Regions from separate parts of the Mus musculus genome. Here regions 1 and 3 are each linked to region 2. The links are chromatin contacts, called in public Hi-C and HiChIP or PLAC-seq maps. All regions are on one chromosome and are shown on one strand. Each heading gives the region's core, a stretch centred on a gene start, on an enhancer-like site or on the middle of the called end of the contact. The rest is flanking DNA. Distances are from core to core; before and after follow the strand shown. Region 1 holds the start of Idh1 (isocitrate dehydrogenase 1 (NADP+), soluble). Region 2 holds the start of Klf7 (Kruppel-like factor 7 (ubiquitous)). Region 3 holds the start of Ino80d (INO80 complex subunit D).

What was found. Hi-C and Micro-C count contacts between places; a contact is called where the count stands out from the background. HiChIP or PLAC-seq counts read pairs in DNA pulled down with a chosen protein or histone mark.
Region 1: a contact with region 2 is called in a Hi-C map of natural killer cells, with 7 times the contacts expected there. The contact joins the promoter of Idh1 here to the promoter of Klf7 in region 2. A contact is called at or near these places in 1 of 39 promoter capture datasets (pre-B cells), 11 of 484 Hi-C or Micro-C datasets (CD4 T cells, LSK cells, embryonic stem cells and 7 more) and 7 of 115 datasets of contacts at active chromatin or transcription factors (T-cell acute lymphoblastic leukemia, astrocytes, embryonic stem cells and 3 more).
Region 3: a contact with region 2 is called in an H3K27ac HiChIP or PLAC-seq map of microglia, with 5 times the contacts expected there. The contact joins the promoter of Ino80d here to the promoter of Klf7 in region 2. A contact is called at or near these places in 1 of 39 promoter capture datasets (pre-B cells), 3 of 484 Hi-C or Micro-C datasets (CD4 T cells, embryonic stem cells and regulatory T cells) and 1 of 115 datasets of contacts at active chromatin or transcription factors (microglia).

What each region holds. Positions count from the first base shown.
Region 1 is chr1:65,177,481-65,181,297 of GRCm38.p6, reverse strand. It overlaps Idh1 (isocitrate dehydrogenase 1 (NADP+), soluble), which reads left to right and starts at 2,156. Exons shown (of 9, transcript NM_010497.3): 1 at 2,156-2,308.
Region 2 is chr1:64,118,993-64,122,696 of GRCm38.p6, reverse strand. It overlaps Klf7 (Kruppel-like factor 7 (ubiquitous)), which reads left to right and starts at 1,308. Exons shown (of 4, transcript NM_033563.2): 1 at 1,308-1,797. The coding sequence starts at 1,696. It overlaps Gm35880 (a long non-coding RNA gene), which reads right to left and starts at 1,130. Exons shown (of 3, transcript XR_373464.4): 1 at 1,026-1,130.
Region 3 is chr1:63,112,574-63,116,416 of GRCm38.p6, reverse strand. Ino80d (INO80 complex subunit D) reads left to right here and starts at 2,150. Exons shown (of 12, transcript NM_001114609.1): 1 at 2,150-2,206. It overlaps Ino80dos (INO80 complex subunit D, opposite strand), which reads right to left and starts at 1,946. Exons shown (of 4, transcript NR_045915.1): 1 at 1,873-1,946.

The DNA.
Region 1 (3,817 bases), core at 907-3,406, 1.1 Mb before region 2:
CAAGCAGATGCTAACAGACATTTTCTGACCCAGGCTCCCATTGATGTTTACAGTAGTGTTCCTACTAGACCTTATTTAAATATTTAGACACTTTTATTGAGTAAATGAAAAAAAAAGATAGCAAATCATAAGCATGCAAATGCAGTGAGCGACATGAATATGAGCAGTGAATGTCATATTCACATTTTTAAGAGAAATGTAATCTTCAACCAAACACCAGTTGTTAAGTCTCATTGTTACTAATAGTGGTGATGTACTGCTTTGTGAGGCTAGAGAGGTGGCTCAGGAGGATCAAAGCACTTGCCTTGTGACCTTCTGACCTGTTTGGTCTCCAAAGCCTACAAATCTCAAGACTGTCCTTGGGCTTCCACATCCTTGCCATGGCATGCACATTTCCACACTCACATATTAGACATCAATAATGATTTTTTTAATGTTTTGTAATTTTTCCAGTCATTTAGTCTATAAGTTTATTATTTTACGATTCTACGAGACCTTCTGCGTGAGAATATGAATGGTTTTACCTATATATTTATTTGAGTATAGGCTATTGTTTGTTCTTGATTTTGAAATGGGGTTTGACCAGACCGGAGCTCGTTATGTAGACAAGGCTAGCCTGGATCTTGTGGCAATCCTCCTGCTTCTGCCTCCCAAGTGTAGGGAATACAAACATGCACCACTACACCTGGCTTATTTTGTAATAATTTAATTCAATACCAAGCATCTACAAATATTCTCTTTCAGTGATCTATCAGCTCGTGCACTTGACATATCAGCCCTTGAAAACGGGATTCCAGATGGAGACATGCACATAAGTGCCATATGTCCTATCTCAGTGTCTCAGATAGTCAATCCATGCTTAGCACATATTTAGAACTTGGTTGAAGATGCTTATATTTAAATTCACCATGGCTCTGTATTCCTATGCATTCTTCTTACTTTTGCCATCACCTATAGTCAATACTTCTTATTGTGTTTTATTCTTCGTTTCTTGAATTTATTCTAAAATGCTTTCTGGAACAAGAATGGCTATGAATACTTACTTTTAGTAATATAAACAATATGTGCCTGATGGTAGTAAGTAACGTTTTTTAAAGTGATTTAAAGTGAGATTAGAGGTGAAAGTATAAACTCACACACTCTCTAATCATTTTATAGGAATAAACGGAGGTCACAGCTAATACCCAGTTAATCAACATTAACAGCTGACACCACGTATGAGTCCTTTTCCACATAGCGCCCTCTAGCGTCCAAAATGAATCTTACTAACTGCCGTGAATTCATAACTTTTCAACACAATGCTGGTTGTTTTAAAAGTCCATGAAGCGTTGAATCTTGACCAATCAAGGATGACCTATTGTCCTACAAGTCATAATGTTCTCCTTTTCAAGACTAAGGAATACAGACAGAAAAATCTCTGGAAAGATTGGAATACGTTTAACCCATTCTTAGAATTCTAAGATTTATATCGTGTATCTCTAGTGCAGCTTCATCGCAACCCAGAAAATAAACCTCACTGTCTTCCATGACAAATGGTGAGTGAAGCTTATTTATAAACAGCAACAGTTGGGAATACGGATCATTGGTAGTGGAGGGAATTATTGGGGTGGAATGGTGAAGCTCTGTAAAAGCCTCAGCATGAGAATATGAATGGTTTTACTCATATATGTATTTGTGTGTAGGGTATTGTTTGTTCTTGATTTTGAAATGGAAAATGCGCTCTGTTTTAGCTTTTGCATTAAGGTAGAATCTGTAGTCCTCACACGCCTTTAAGAAACCTCAAATGCACATTCTTCAAAGGGCACAGTCCAGCTCTAAGAGGCATCCGGAGACTCCAGGAAGGGATCCAGTCTAGGGAGGGCTCCCTCTTTTGTACCTTTTGCAGAGAACCTGGATACTCAACGCTGGGATTCCTAGATTGTTGCGGAGCCCAGAACACTCGGTCTCGGCGCTTCCGATAGCCTGTCAGTAGGTGGCGTCCTCGCTCCTCAACTGCAGGGTGTTCCCGAGGAATCTCCGCGGCGTGGCAGTCCCATCCCCCACCGGGAACAGCGGACCGCTGCATCCCAGACTTAATCTCAATCTATGCCTCGGCCCACCCCACAAAGTCGGAGGCGGCGAATGGCGTCGTGGAGGGGGCGGGGCTTCGGGAGGTGGGCTGAGGGGGTGGGGCCTGGGAGGAGACAAAGCCGGGAAGAGTTAAACAGCCTTGACCCTGCCGCTGGGCTTCCGAGCGAAGGTTGTGGCAGATGCTGATCTAACTGGGGCCGGCTTATTACAGCTTGTGTGTACGCGCGGGTGTGAGCCGGTGAGTAGCTGGGGCGCCTCCGGCTGCAAGCGGGCGCTCCTTCCCCTCCCTACAGGTGCCCCAAGGCTTAGAGCGGCAGCCGCCGCCCCTTACTATTAAACTATTCCGTTGAAAGCTGGAGTGAGAAAAAAGGAAGAAACCCCAGGTCTTGGCTGTGCAGAGATGAACTCAGTGGCAAGGCCCTGGTGCACTCAGGGACGCTTCCAGAGTTTGGGCGTAGAGAAGGGAAATGGGAGTAGCAGAGTGCTGCTTGCCTATCTGTATAGAAGGGCGCTTCCGAGGTTGGGATCGCTTTGGGAGGCGAGGACGTTGCAAGCAGTGACAAGTGGCAAGGCACCCGCGGAGGAGAATTTAGCTTTGAGGTGGACGCACAGAACTCTTGAGTGTTGGGTGTAAAAGGACTAGGCAGGAAAGCTGGTTGCAGAAAGGGTGTAAGCCAGGAATTTAGGCGTGTACTCCCTTCAAGGTTCAGGGGTGGGACCTGCCTTGTGGTCGGAGAAGAGCTAATGAGAGTGCAAGAGAGGGAGGGGATGAAGGTAGGCGGAGCCTCCAGCTTCAGTCTGTAGTGTTTGCTTAGCCACTTGGGGGCGCCCTGGGGTCTCGATTCCAGATGCAGCCATCTCAGTGGACCTCGTATTTAAAAGGTCCTGGCAGTGCTGAGAGGAGGGGCTGGTGTGGGGATCTGGAAGGAGGAACCGAGTCAGCTTCATTAGCAGAGCTTGCACAACGCCCACATGGATATCTCCTGTCTCAGTGTCACCCGAGGTCGAGCAAACCCGAGACCTGCAAAAAGCCAAAGAGCCGGGCGCTCACTCTAGGACTCACCGTCCTGTGGTGTGAGCGTGTGTGCGCACCAATATTTGTACTCCTGTGACCTTTATTTGGAAGGCTCCTGCCCTTTGCCCCTCTGGATACACTCAAGCACTGTACTTTAAACCAGATAAACTGGGCTGTAAGGCTGATATTAAATACAAATCCTCCTGGCAGGGGTATTTGTATGTTAAGACTTTCTGTTCCGGATCTTGCTTTGTTTTAGGAGATAAATTGAAAGGACACTTGTTTAAGTCATCAAAATTGAGAGGCCTTGTTATAATTGCAAGTCCGTTCACCATCAAGATAAGAATTAGCAATTTTGCCCTCTAATCTGATATCTTTAATGTGACCACATTGTATAGTTAGTTGGGCGTTAGTGCAAGTGTAGGCACTGGGAAAAGAGAGAAGCAGGAATTTTTCGACAATATACTGCAACTACTTCCTTAGAGTCCCCACATGTTTTGCAACTTGAACTTGGCTGGAAAACAAAAAGATCGGCTCAAGATAGAAACTTGAGATTTATGGAAGTAAAATTAAGTATGGCAAAGGGTTCCTATTGCTTAACTAGTCTATTATGTTTGTTTTCTGGAATTGCACAGGCTGTCAGATTGGAAACTGGCTGCCTTCAGACTATGTAAATAAGCTGGTAGCTATTAGGCTTGGATCAAACTTTCCTTTAAAAGTTGGGGTTGGGTG
Region 2 (3,704 bases), core at 59-2,558:
GGAGAAGGCACACGAGCCATTTAAGGTCAAGCAAACAAATGGGCAACTCTTAACCACGTGCATTGCACAGGTTTCCATTTCTGAGCTTGCAGAATCTTGAGATCTTTAGAGCCCTGCTCCATACCTGCTCCATGAAGTTACTGGATAAACCTCTTGTAAGGATCTGCTAGCTAACTGCTCCCCGCTCCAGCCTGCACCCTAATTCGACCCACGCTCCCCCTATTCTCTTTCATGCACACGCTTAGATGCTGGACACCAGACTCCTGGCCAGGTTTTAGGCTCAGTTCAGAGGAAAAGGAGGGCGGTAGGCGATCGGCGGCGCGCACGGAGGCGCGCGGGCCGGGGCGGGGACAGCGTGCAGCGTCGGGGGCGGGCGCAAGCTAGTCTCCGTGCAGCTCGCCTTTGTTCTCTGCCATTGTGAGGCACTTCCTCTCTGGCACTTCATTTCGGCACCCTGTGGGGAATTCGGAACTGGCTTTTGGGCTTTAGTCTGGGGTACGTGACGCTGTCCTGAGCCTGGGCTCTCCCTTGCTACCCTTCTTCCCCATGCTTGGCGGAAGGCCGAGTGCAAAGAGCTCCTTGCCCCCGACCGCTGCGCCGCCGCTCTACCGGCTGCTCCCGCAGGAGGCATCTTAACCCAGGACCGGGACCGCACCTCCCGATCGGCCACCGCGGCAACCCGTCCCCTCGGATCTGCACTGGGTACGGGCGCCGGCGGCTCGGGCGAGCCCTGCAGCGAGGGTCGGAGGCCAGCGCGCAGCCCGAACCCGGCCGCCTAGGCGTCCCAGGAGCCAGCGCAAGTGTCGCAGCAACACTCCCTGGCGCTCAAGCTCCCCGGCCGCCTGGCGGACTCCTCTACCCCTTTATATAGCCCTCTAAAAATAGCTTGCCTCGTACCGCCTTGTAAGGCAGCAGGGAGATCCGCAGCGCGCCAATCGGCGGCTGCCGTCGGGGCCAGGCCCCGCCCCATGGTCCTCTCCGAGTGCCGCATTGGTCCTCAGTGACTTCATGAGCCCCCTGTTTACCTTACATGGTCACACGCGGCCTAATGGACGCCCTCCTCCGAGATCCCACGGCTGCGCGCAAAACGGGGCGGAGGGAGGGAGTTTGGGGAGGGGGAAGAGCAGGAGGAGGAGACAAGGGGGGGGGACTACAAACTAGCGAGGATGGGGTGGGGGGTGGGGAGGGAAGGGAAGGGGTGGGGGGGGAGAGAAGCGATCGCGAGAAAAAAAATGCAACCTCCCAAAATAAAGAGCAAAGATTGCATTAGGAGCGAACAGCGCTGCAGATATAGATGGCAGCTTCGTGTCAGTGAGTTTGCGTTCCCCTTCCTGATCCACGCGCTGGAGTGATTAGAGCCCTGGAAGGGAATTGTTACTCCCGTGAAGTCCCCTTTTCCTGGCAGTCATCTGCACTGTACACGCTGGATCCCTCTCTCCGATCCACCCCACTCACTCGCTCCTCTCTCACCTCCTCTCTCACCTCCTCTCTCTCCCTCCTCTCTCACCTCCTCTCTCCCTCTCTCCTGCATTGATTTTTTTTCTCTCCTTTTTTTAGTTGACTGAAACAAAACAAAACAAAAGGGCCACTGGATGTCTGCCTTCTTGGGGGGTGAGCCAGACAGACTGACAAACAAACAGACCCAGCTGAGCTCGGGGGAGGGTTTCTCCTCCGGTTTTGCCCGGCAGCAGCAGCATGGACGTGTTGGCTAGTTATAGTATATTCCAGGAGCTACAACTTGTCCACGACACCGGCTACTTCTCAGCTTTGCCATCCCTGGAGGAGACCTGGCAGCAGGTGAATGATTTAAATTACTTGTGTAAATCGTGTGGCGGCGGCGGAGACGCAGGGGCTGCGTTTGGTGTGGGCTTTGAGTTGAAATTTTTTTAATTAATTTTTTCTTTTTATTTATTTATTTATTTTTTGGCTGTGTGTTGTTTAAAATGTTTTGTGAAACAATCATATGCGCTTACCTCTCCACCCACCCCTAGCCCCTTAGTGTGTTGAGCTGAGCCGGTCCTAGCTGCCTGCATTTCTGTCACCAACACACATCCTTGCGCACACGTTGTCGGCTCGCTGTCCCCTAGCAGAGAATTGCTGGCGAACTTCTCGGGTTTGGAGGAGCCGGGTGGGAAGGTGGTCGAGCAATGGTTGACAGGATACCACGTTCCTAGATGCAGGAGTTCTGACCTTAGTACTTAAATCAGCTTTATCCATTTCAACTGGTCCTGAAGACCGTCAAGGGGGGTGGGGGGAAGCACGGAGTGTTTTTCCCAGTAATTTACTGAGTGTCAATAAAGAATAGGAGCTTGATTTTTAGATACAAGGTGAGCTGTACGAAGAGAAGCCAGGTGACAAAAGATGCTTAAGGATATGTACAAGGAAGATGAGAAGATATGTCTCTCTTAGGCTGACAATGTATTGTATGGTTTCTCTAGCTAATGCCTCCAGAGAGAGCAGCCTGTACTGTGTCCTTGCTTTTTGTTTGTTTGTTTGGGGTGCCTCTCAGGTTAGCACCACCTTGGACAAAGGGTGGTGTGTGCTTCCTTGCTTCCCTACTTTGTCTTAGAGGACTAGTTAAGAAAACTCCTAGGATGCTAAAGGGTACCGGTGCCAAGTTCTCTTGGCATCTCCGGGAGGTTGAAGCCTGACTGGGGACAAGTTCACTGGGCTTTGTGAAGTGGAATAAAGAAAGTGCTGGTCAGTGGAAAGTGCTGGGTCTGCTACGGAAACAGTGGTTTTTCCAGCCGCGATTAGGAGGTGCTGAGGGGGACATTCTGCAGGAAAGATGGTGGTGGGTGGGGGCGGGGCGGCTGGGGATAGGGACACCACGGGTGTTTAAAAACTCTACAGTGTGCACCGTGGAAAGTCCAGGAAGACAGTCTGGATTTGCACGTTCAGAGTGTGAATTTGTACAGTCCATCCTGGAGAGAGAGAGAGAGAGAGAGAGAGAGAGAGAGAGAGAGAGAGAGAGAGAGAGAGAGAGAGAGAGAGAGAGAGAGAGAAACCTTGCCCTTGGGGAGGGCCCTGGGATCCTTGGTGTGTGGCTGCTCATGTAACTTCTCTGCTCAGTGACAGCAGCTTGTTAAGGCTAATGAACGGCTGAGTTTCCTTTGCCAGGATCCAAAGCAGGGTTTGCCAGCTTGAGGCTGGGATGTAACAGTTGCTGCTTTAGGAAGAGATGCTAAGCTCACGGTATAGGGAGCCAGTGGTAAAGCGCTCAATCTTAAGACTGTGCCATTGTTACTAGTTGTTGCCTGGCTGGTAGCTGCGGGAGTTTTCCTCCAGGTATTCGCTGCCCGTGTCTGTGTGTCTGTGTAGCGCATGGATTCCAGTTGGAAGGCTGGCAGATGCTGTCCTTTGCTAAACACGCAGGCAGAGTACTCACATCGTTTCCTATATACATCCTTTCCTGCTGCCCTTAAGAAGAGTATGTCTCATGTCGGATCTCCCTACATCCTTTCTTTTGTATTTTGATATGAAGCAAGCCAAAATGTTGCCAGAATCTCGTTTTTTTTGTTTTGTTTTTAGGTTTTTTTTCCCCCCCTAAACAGCCTTCTTTTCACCCTGTCAGCCCACTGGTGTGGAATCAGTTGCATATTAACTACAGTCTAGACTAGTTAGGGAAGGGAATCTGTTGATTTAGTCAGCATGCCCGAGGCAGGCCTTGTTTGTGACTAACTGTTAAGTAGTGTTGGAGGGAA
Region 3 (3,843 bases), core at 901-3,400, 1.0 Mb after region 2:
TAGATAATAAAGCTCCCCAGACAAATAGTATCTGAATTCATCTTAAAGTTATAACTCGGAGACTGGAGAGATGGTTCAGCAGTTAAGAGCACTGACTGCTCTTCCAAAGGTTCTGAGTTCAAATCCCAGCAGCAACATGGGTAGCTCACAACTATCCCTAATGAGATCTGATGCCCTCTTCTGGGGTGTCTGAAGACAGCTACAATGTACTTAACATATAATAAATAAATATTTTTTAAAAAAAAGTTATAACTCAGAAATAGGCATTTTAAACATCAATTACACCTAAAATGCTTTGCAATGAATTTTAAATGAGCATCCCTAATTCCCTTGCAACATACAAAAAGCCTGGCTAGTTCCTACTTCTCCTAACACCTCCGCCATGGACATGTCAGGCTGCAGCAGCAGCTGGCTGTCTCCATGCCTGGTGCACTTTTTCTTTGATCCTGTTTATGTGCTAAAGTTTGTTCATTAAAAAAAAAAAAAAGAAAGAAAGAAAGGGAGGAGATTCTGGGGCTGGACAAATGGCTCAGTGGTTAAGAGCACTGGCTGATCTTCCAGAGGACCCAGCTCAAGTGCCACATGGCAGCTCACAACTGTCTGTAAGTCCAGTTCTTGGGCATCTAAAACCCTCACACAGCCATACACGCAGGCAAAACACCAATGTACATAAAACAAAAAATCACTTAAAAAAAGTAAACCTATTACATCTTTGCAATGTACAAAGTCGCTCAACAGGCTGACACTACACCGGAAGTTCTGAACATTCCAACACTAGGGAAGAGAAGCCTACCCCTCAATTCTGTGTTCCAAGAAGCAGGCAGCAAAGTATGCAATGTACCAAAGGCCTAGACATTCATCAATCTATGCAAACTAAAAGAAAATAACAGAAATGGAATTCTAGATATAATTCTTAATAAATAATTTTACTTGAAGAAAATCCAAGGCATCTTTCAATCTGTTGCTAGGTTTATAGGAGTCATCTTTCTTCTTGGGCTGATAGATGAACTGGCTTGCTCAGCTGTCCTGAGAGTTTAAATACACACTACTTCTATTTGCACCGTGAAAAATAAACAGCTGTATTATGCCTTTCTGGGCAGTCAATAGGTTTTACTTACATTGCTCTGAGAGAAGACAAAAGCCATCTCTTTACAATTGACTCTCAGCAGCCTCAGTTCCTCAGATACCAAAACCACAAAATCTTACCTCTAATACATGAAACCATAAGTACGAATACATACAACATAAACGAGCATTAAATAAAGACAATACCGTGACCTCTAAGTCTCTCAAGTGCCAATTTACAGACTGGCCACCAGATACAGAACTTGGACCTGCCATAGAGAAAAATCATTATTAGCCTGAAAAAAAGAAAAAAAAATAGAAAAAAAAAAGTAAGCTGCCACTGTCACCCTTATGGAAAAAGTTAACATGGAAAACAATAATATCGTAAAACCTGTGTCTTGTAAAGATTTCTTTCCATCAGAAGGTGCAGAAACATTCCCCACCACGGAGCACACGACCTCCTTTCTGTTTCTTCCCTGCTTTTTCTCAAGTATGGGCTTTTTTCCAGCGATGAGAGGTAGAAATTTGGACTTTATCTGGCTGGAGCCGGTGCACTTCTCCCCTTGGCCCCTCTCTCCTCTGCCTCCAAGATGGTAGGAAAGTTGTCGTTTCGGAGGGCAGAGGAACTGCTCTGTGGTGTTATGTCCTCGCGGTGCCTGTAGTGGTGCTGTAGGAGGCTGCTGCCTCTTCTAGTGCAGGCGGGCAGCCCTGCCTTCTTGGCTGGAGAGTATATTCAGGGATTTCCCCTTAATGATCACCGACCCTGGGAGCACTTTTTAGTTTCCAAAATAAAAATATGATCCTCACCCCTCGTGTTAGACAGGGAAAGACTCTTGCCGAAGCCCAGGGAGGGAGCAGTAGCAGCCGAGCTCCCTAAGTCCACTGCCAGCGCCTCTCTGATCTGTCAGCCTAGGCGAGGGAGGGGGGGTTGAGGGGGAGGAAGGAGGAAAAAAAAATTAAAAAAAAAAAAAAAAAAAAAAGCAGCTGAAAGGTAAGCAGAGGCGGCCCCAGGCCCGGCCCACATCCCCGGGCTCCCGTAGGGCGGCGGGCTGGGCCGCGTAGGCAGGGCGGGCGGCGAGCGCGCTTACGTGAGGCCGGGGATTCGCCGGCCCACGCCAGGCCGCGGGCGGAGAATGAAAGGGTGAGTGGGGCCGGCGCTGGGGTGGCGGGGGATGGGGCACCGGGGGCCTCGGGGACGCCCGCGGGCAGCGTCGGCGGGGGTTCCGGCGGCGGCCTGAGCGCGGCGAGCGGCGCGGCCTGCGCGGGCCGGGCCCCAGGAGTGCTGCGGAAGGGGGGGCGCCCTAGGCCTCGGGCCCCGCGGCGGCCGCGCCCTGCCCCCGCGCCACAGGCCTCCCGCGCCCCTGGGGTCCCCCGGGGCCTCGGGGCGGGCGGGCGGGCTGCATCCTGCGCCGGCCCCAAGCTCTCCCGCGGGACGGAGGGCTGGGCGGCGGGGACCGGGGCGACGGGGCCTCGGAGTGGGGACCGTGCGGCAGCACCCCGTCCCCGGGCATCGCGCAGACGGGGCCCCCCGGATTCCGGTAACTGTTGGGTTTGTTTATCCCCCCCGCTCCACGGCGCTCTGGGCGGCCTGGCCGGGGCGGGGCGGGCGGCCTGGCGGGCGTGGGGTGGAGGGGCGGCGAGGAGTCAGGTGCAGCCGCGGCCCGGAAAGTTTCCTTTTAGGCCCGAATTGGAGGCCGCCTTCTCTCCGGGGAGCCCCGGTCCTAGCGCCCGGGACCCCCGAGGGCTTCGGGGGGCGAGCACTCGGCTGGCTCGAAACTCTTTGCCAGTTCCTGTCCGTTCAAGGTACTCCGCCCCTGCACCCCTCGCCCGCGCCGCGCCCCACCCCGCTCCCCGCGATCCCCGACGGGGCTGCCAACTCCAGCCCATTCCCCAAGAGCTCCAGGGCCCGGGGAGAAGCCGTCTCTTCCGGTTTGGAAAAGTTTTCAAGGGGTTTTTCTTAGCTTTATTAGTTAGTGACTGGGCTTTCGGGGGTGGGGAAGGGAGGAGGTAGATTCAGGTGCTGTTTCTATTGCAAAGTCAGGGTCCATCGGCCTCCCCTCCTCCCCCCTTTTTAAAAAACCCAGCACCCCACCAAGGAGCTGTGGGGGTGCTACTTGTGTCTTTATTACTACCCCCACCTTCTCTCCCGGACTCCTTTGGGTCCTCAGTCTCCCTCTCTGGACAGCTCCGGCAGGAAGGTAGTTAAGAAGAGAGCAGAGAGCAAACTGTCAGGGAGAGGGGCAGGACCAGGCAGGCTTCTGGAGCAGTCCCCTGCCCTCCGTGGTAGGACTTTACCCCTCTTAGTTGGTCACTTGTCCGGTTAGAACCGACTCAGACGCTGAAGCCATGGGGGAGACCTCGGCTGACAGACAGAGCATTCAAAACTGGGAGGAAGGACCTGGAGGGCTGGGCGCCTGGGGAAGTAAGGTCTACCTGCAGCGCAAGGAGCAATGCCCGATTTGTTCTGAGCCTATTTCGGTTTAGGTGATGTCCTTAGGTGTCACTCTAGAATAGAAACCACGGGGGTTTATGGAAGCGTAAAGTTCTCATTGCTCCAGTTTGGGGGTGGTGTTGTCTGTGGAGGAGCCCTGTGAACCGAACATTAGAGTTTGGCTTTGGCCTACCCTGTCAAAGAACTAGATTTTTTTTTTTTTTTTTTTTTTTGGTTCTGTTTTGGTGCCATCAGCTCTGGAACTTTTTTTCTCTTCTTTTTCTTTCGTGGAGTAAATTTAAGTTTCCAAATCAAGAGTTTCTTTCTTTCCAAGGATAGGCTGTTTA